Regions from separate parts of the Sus scrofa genome. Here region 2 is linked to region 1. Evidence: chromatin contacts called from public promoter capture Hi-C data. All regions are on one chromosome and are shown on one strand. The core of a region is the stretch at or near the end of the contact, and the rest is flanking DNA. Distances in the headings are between cores, read along the strand shown.

Region 1 (3,123 bases), core at 191-2,690:
CAGTCTGTAAAGTACAAAATCGGGGGACGGGGGGTGGGGGGGATTGCTACAATTGAACTGAATTTGATGGGTCTTTTTTCTCTGCGTGATAAAGCACTTGATATCTAGCCAAGTCTTCTCCTCAAATTAGGTGCCGTTCTGAGTTAGTCCTTTACTCATTAGCCACGTGACCTTCCCTAAACTACACTTTCTGAATCTCTTCAATAAACGACAGACTTACTGTTGATGAATTCTAAGGAACTTTCCAGTTTTAACATTATGATATATGAACCTATCTGTTCCCTTTTTTTCTTAGACCGAAAACCCCAACCCACATGTAAGGGATTCTTTTTCCACAGCGAATATTTGTTTTTTGTCTTGGGTCGGGGGTAGGAATGGGAGACAGCAAGGGAGAAGATGTAGACCCATCCACATAAATGTTGCTGATCAAAATAATTCTGTGGCCAGGTTATTTTGTAAAGTCCTCTGTACAGCTGCTCACATGGAGTTTTAGAATTAAGAGTATTCTAACAAGCTCTGCTTTGCATACAGGAAAAAAAAAAAACACACGCAAATACTGAAAGAATGAATAACACAGAGGACTGTATGTTCTCGGAGTAGTAAAGCATATAATTACAGCATGAGGCCAGGATCATTCGGTACTGACATATTCAGCAGAGGCCTTTACCTCCCTCTGCCCGAGATCCATGAGGCTGGCCAGGGCAAAAATCCTGGAGGTTCCTGAGTGGTTCCAAGGCAGCACTTTCAATGCATGGTTTGGCGAGTTTAATGGAAACCATACGTGGGGATCCTGGGAATCAGACCAGATGGCTTCCAGGGAATGTATTTAGTCTAACCTGGGCTAAAGAAGAGAAATAACCTCTAGGAGGTTTGGGAGGGCGGGGGAGGTACGAGTGGTGGTGCGACTTTTAATTACTTTTTCTATTTAATACAAATCATATCGAGAAGGACAGTTTGCCAAATGGGAGTAAATGGCACTGGGGGCAGAGAGCAGGGCGAGGGATGCGGAGGAAGACAGCTACTTCCGCAACCACTCGTGGTCCTGCCTCCCTGGGTGGGACAGCAGCTGCTGGGGGCCCCTTGCGTCCCGGACCACGGCGGGGCCTTCCCGCGCCCGAGAGGGTCTCTGCGCCCTCCCTCCAGCGCCCTCGGCACGGGTGGCGGGTGGCCCTTGGTGGGAATTGTTGGGGGTTGGGGGGAGAGGCAGTCTTGGCGGGGGTGGGGGAGAATGCAGTGGGAGGAGGGTCGTAGACCCGGAAGAGGAGCAGGCGACGGACCACGACTGCAGGGGGAGGAGGATCGTGGGGAGAGAAGACCTGGGGAGAGGGAGAAGGCGAGGAGAGGGGAGGAGCAGGGAGAGGAAGACATCGGCGGGGAGGGGCGGGGCCGTGGGCGGGGCTTATGGCGCGGGGGCCCTCCTGAGAGAGGCCGGGCGAGAAAGGCCGCGACTCGCCCCGCCCCCAGGGGCCCGCCCCCGCCGCGACGCAGGTCACCCCCACCAGCCCCTCGGCCCGAGCCAATTTGCTTCCCGGCGGCGCCTTGCGCCGAGGAAAACCTGGCAGTGCTAGGCTGCGGCTCTGCCGGCGACTGCTCTGAATACAAAAGAGCCTTTCTCACGCCCCTGCGCCCTTCCCTGCCCGGGACTCCCAGATGGAAGGGCTCGTTGGACGCCAGAGCCGACAGCTGTCGGAGCCACAGACACCATTTCTGTCGTTCTTACAGAGAGGTGTGGTTCCAAGTAGTTATTTTTAAAGGAAAATTTAATAATAATTCTAACAACTTTGTCCTCTCATCCAGTTTAAAAGAAAAAAAAAAAAGAGAGAGAGAGAGAGATGAAGTCGTTTGAAGTCCAAGGAAGTGCTCAAGAAAGGCAACCTTCTCAGGTCTGGGCATTCCCAGGCCCTCTCCTACCTCAAAGGCGGTAATTAAGCAGGCTCTGGGCCTCCAGCTCTGTGGCTTCGTTTTCCGACTCAGCCAAATGTCGAGAACGGCCCTCCCAGACTATAAACGGAGTATTGATCCGCTTGTGAGTCTTCAGATGAGCTAGCCTTGCTTGTAGAATCACACGGTTCCTGAAACTGGAGAAAAATGGCCTGGTTGTCAGCGATCGCCCATCCACTAAGGTTACTTTTTGCACAGAATTGGGAATTAAATTGCCAGGACATCGATAACAAACAAGAACTGGGATTGTTCCTGCCTTTTCCTCCATCTCCCTTAACTTCCTATTTCATATATTCTGTCGCTGTCAGGAAGGCCAGATCAATAAGCAGAAGAGGGGGAAAAAAAAAGGGCAAGCACTCTAGGAATCAATAATAACCAAAGGATTCAGTGCTTCTCTACTGGCCTTTAATCAGCCTTTAACAGTGAGATTCTTTCCCCGTCTTCCCTACCATCCCTTTAGTCCAGACAGTCTTGGATGTGGATTTCTCTGCTTTCCAGTTAATGTTACAGTTATGAACTTCTGGAAGATAGGATCCAGAAATATAAATATTTAGAAGACAGCTGGACACCAAGCAAATCCTTTTTAAAGTGAGAATATTGTCAATGATGGATGAAATTTTCATTCAATCCGTACTTACTGCTGATGCAGGAATCTGTACATTTTACTTCTCAATGCTTGTTCCCCTCCCCCCCAAATATAGTGCCTCTTAAAAACATTAAGATTTTGCCTTGTCCTATGAATTGAAAGTTATGATTTATTTTCCAGTCAGAATTCTAGGCCCAGAGTTTCCCAAGCAAGTACCCCATATTAATTGTGTGGGGTGTGCCTGTGTTGGGGGGGGGGTATTGTACTTTGAGCCTGTTGTTGCACCATAAAAACATGAGCAGGATGTAATGTCATTAATTTGTCGGGAATTGTTGACTTAAAAGAGGCTACTGTGAGTATAGAAAATTCACATTGGGGAGGGAGTCGGGGAAGCACCTCAAAGAGACAGGCAACTGTTCCCCGGAACAGCTGCGGACATTGGCAATGGAATTGCTTGGCACCAGTACAACTCTGTACAGCAAGAGGGATTTATTTATTTAACAATAGTTAATGATTCTCCCAGGCAACTCCCAGGAGGCCAGGGAGCAGTAAATATACTTTCAGGAAATCAACTACCCTTCCTAGAAGCATGCACC
Region 2 (2,904 bases), core at 133-2,632, 63 kb after region 1:
GGCGCAGTGGTTGACGAATCCAACTAGGAACCATGAGGGTTGCGGGTTCTATCCCTGCCCTTGCTCAGTGGGTTAGGGATCCGGCGTTGCCTTGAGCTGTGGTGTAGGTCGCAGACGCAGCTCGGGTCCCGCGTTGCTGTGGCTCTGGTGTAGGCTGGCGGCTACAGCTCCGATTAGACCCCTAGCCTGGGAACTTCCATATGCTACAGGAGTGGCCCTAGAAAAGGCAAGAAGACAAAAAAAAAAAAAAAAAAAAAAAAAAGTCAAGTCACAAAAAACACAGATTTGGGGGCTGTGCTGGACAAAATGTGATCTGTGTATGAGAGCGCCACATTCCTACACCACAACAATCAGCTGAGGGGCAAAGTCTCAACCACTTACCAGCACCTTCCACACCAAATGTAGGCTTTTAGGCGTCTTAAAATACCTCAAACTCTAACTTACATTTCTTAGTTACATGTAACTTTTCAAGTTTTTTTTGTCCTTCCTCACAGACTACAGTGTTTAAAACAACTGAACCGTCCTGACCTTTTTTCTTATTACCTTGAATACAAAACGTTACTACATGAAAGAATATTCTGGACACTGTACACTTCAAAACAATTGGGAATCTGCACAGGTTTTCAAGAAACCTTTGACTTTCTACAAACTTGGAAAAGCTATAGTAGTGTTTATTTTCCAAAGAATATGTATTAGGACACAACTCTCAAGGTAATAAGAAATTTTACATGCTATTTTGGCTGAGGTTGTCTTTCATGTTTTAATGAGAAAGGCAAATTATTTGAATCCAGTACGTTTGCTAGAAGAGACCAAGCCCACGCCTGGCACAGTATTTGACAGAACATAGATGCTGTTTGTGACTTGGAGTTTGAACTCTACTTTTATATCCCGGATTTGATTCCATTAAAAAAAAAAAAAAAAAAGAGTTTTAATTTCACTCTTTGGTAGTGGCTACACATGACTATCGCTGCCTTTTTCCGACCCAGCCTCTGGTTCACCATTCGCCAAGCTTGGCAGCGGCAAAGTACCAGCCACCTTACCAAAACTGCCTTAATGTGACACAAGGGAAAACACACAAACCTGCCCCAAGTGATAAAATACTCTCAAACGCTGTTTAGAGAATTTCCTTTTTAAGGAGAAAACAAAACCAACCTTCCCTTTGAACCCAGTTTGCCGACGGCCTGCTCGTCCACATCCTGCCCAAACCCCCATCATCCACCTCAATAGTCTCCTCCTCCTTCCCCCGCCCCAAATCCTGCAGGGGGCGCCCCGGACGCCGAGATGGCCCCCCGGCCGGCGGCCCGTGGCGGGAACCCGGCCTTGACTCGTGACGCCGCACTAAGACTTCCCTGTAACTCACCCTCTCGAGGCCGCGGAAGTGCGGCCCCGCCCCGCCCCTTCCGCCGGACCTGTTCGCCCCGCCCCCGCCCTCGCCGGTGCGCAGGCGCCGAGCTCACTGCTGGCGCGTGGACCCCGGGGAGCGGCTGGGGGCGGAGCGCCGAGGTACGGGGCGTGGCGTCTGTCCCGGTGGACGTGGCCGAGGGCTTTGGGCGTGTGGCGCGGGCTCTTGAACATGAAGACTTCCGGGGCTGCGGTGGTGGGGAAGTCGACCGGCTGCCTCGTAGCGGAAAAGTGAGCGAGGCAGAACAGTTTACGGTCTTCACGGGTAGCTTTTTCGAGGGTAGGGTCCGTTCTCATGCTTGGCGAAGCCCGGGAGGTGGAGCCTGATCGCAGCCAGGCCCTTGCAGCCTGCGGCGGTCCGTGAACGCCGGCCTCTCCCTCATCTTCCAGTAAGCTTAGGTCTGAGGTGGAGGGCGAGGCATGGTATGTTTGACAAGCTGGAGAAATAAGGGGACTCAGACTTCGCAAAGCAGTTACCAACCTGTTGGAGTAAATGCTCAACGTTCAGCTTAAATGTAACTCAAGTTTTTAAAGCTTGGCGTAGTCTTTCACGGTTGAAAGACTAGCAGTTTTTTCTCTTGAAAGTTACCCATTCGTATTGATTAATATTTCCTAACCTGTACCCGGAGCCAGGACCCATGCTCACAGCCATCGCAAAGTCGCAAAGGGGGAAGAAGGTGAAAACCAACATGCTTAAGATTTGCGACCAGAATGGTAACTCATTTTTTTGGAAACCCTGTTAGATCCTGTAATAATTATTATCACCTGAATTTAATTGAGTTCTAGGACTTTTAGGAAAAACCGATGTCTCCCAAATCTTTGCTGTAATGTAATAAAGACAGCATCACTAGGCAATAGCAAGGATCAAATTACGGAGAATAAAAATATATGCTAGTATAATATTATGCTAATATTATAATTACTATCTGGAGCCAAGACCTCAGTCTTCATATGTGATTTGCGTAATTGCATACATTTGGGAGGGGTTAGACCTTATTTGATACGAGTTGACACTTATTGAATATAGAGCAATAAAAAGTGAATTAGTCTTCCTTAACATCTTTATTGTTTGGACTAAAAGACCACTACTTTTATCTCAGAGTAGTTGTAGACCCAAGAAAAATCACTTGTAGAAAATAAAAAGAGGGTCTAGTGGAATGAATGCATGGAGCAGTCAGACCTGGTTTCGAATAACAGCTCCTGAACACAGTAAATGCAATAAAGATAGAATTTGGGAGATGTTACTTCCTTTTTTTAACCTGGGGCTACTCATCTGTACAATGTTTCTGTGGGGTTTTTTGGTGTCAAATTTTAGGAAAGTTCAATTTTTATTACTTATGGAAATGAAGTTTGTAATTTAAAAACAATTTTTGTTTTCCCTTTTTAACCTTTAAGGCTGCACCTGCAGCATATGGAAGTTCCCAGGCTAGGGGTGGAATCTGAGCTGCAGCTGCTGGCCTATGCCATTACCATAGCAATGTGGGATTTGAGCCTAGTCTGTGA

The links. Promoter capture Hi-C pulls out the DNA fragments that hold promoters and counts their contacts.
Region 2: a contact with region 1 is called in a promoter capture Hi-C map of fetal skeletal muscle, with 3 times the contacts expected there. The contact joins the promoter of LOC100523624 here to the enhancer-like site in region 1. A contact is called at or near these places in 2 of 5 promoter capture datasets (fetal skeletal muscle and liver), 3 of 47 Hi-C or Micro-C datasets (embryonic fibroblasts, heart right ventricle and skeletal muscle) and 2 of 2 datasets of contacts at active chromatin or transcription factors (alveolar macrophages and skeletal muscle).

Annotation. Positions count from the first base shown.
Region 1 is chr8:82,800,376-82,803,498 of Sscrofa11.1, forward strand. It overlaps LOC100523624, which reads right to left. Exons shown (of 13, transcript XR_002346751.1): 12 at 1,912-2,078. Among named protein-coding and RNA genes, the nearest start is that of SMAD1, 190 kb to the right of the region's middle. Within about 2 kb of position 1,441, at least 71 of the 83 cell types and tissues checked have an H3K27ac peak or open chromatin away from gene starts, as enhancers often do. A contact at or near this core is called in alveolar macrophages, embryonic fibroblasts, fetal skeletal muscle and 2 more, where this site is marked.
Region 2 is chr8:82,863,447-82,866,350 of Sscrofa11.1, forward strand. LOC100523624 reads right to left here and starts at 1,383. Exons shown (of 13, transcript XR_002346751.1): 1 at 1,361-1,383. It overlaps LOC102165892 (a long non-coding RNA gene), which reads left to right and starts at 1,521. Exons shown (of 8, transcript XR_002346753.1): 1 at 1,521-2,115.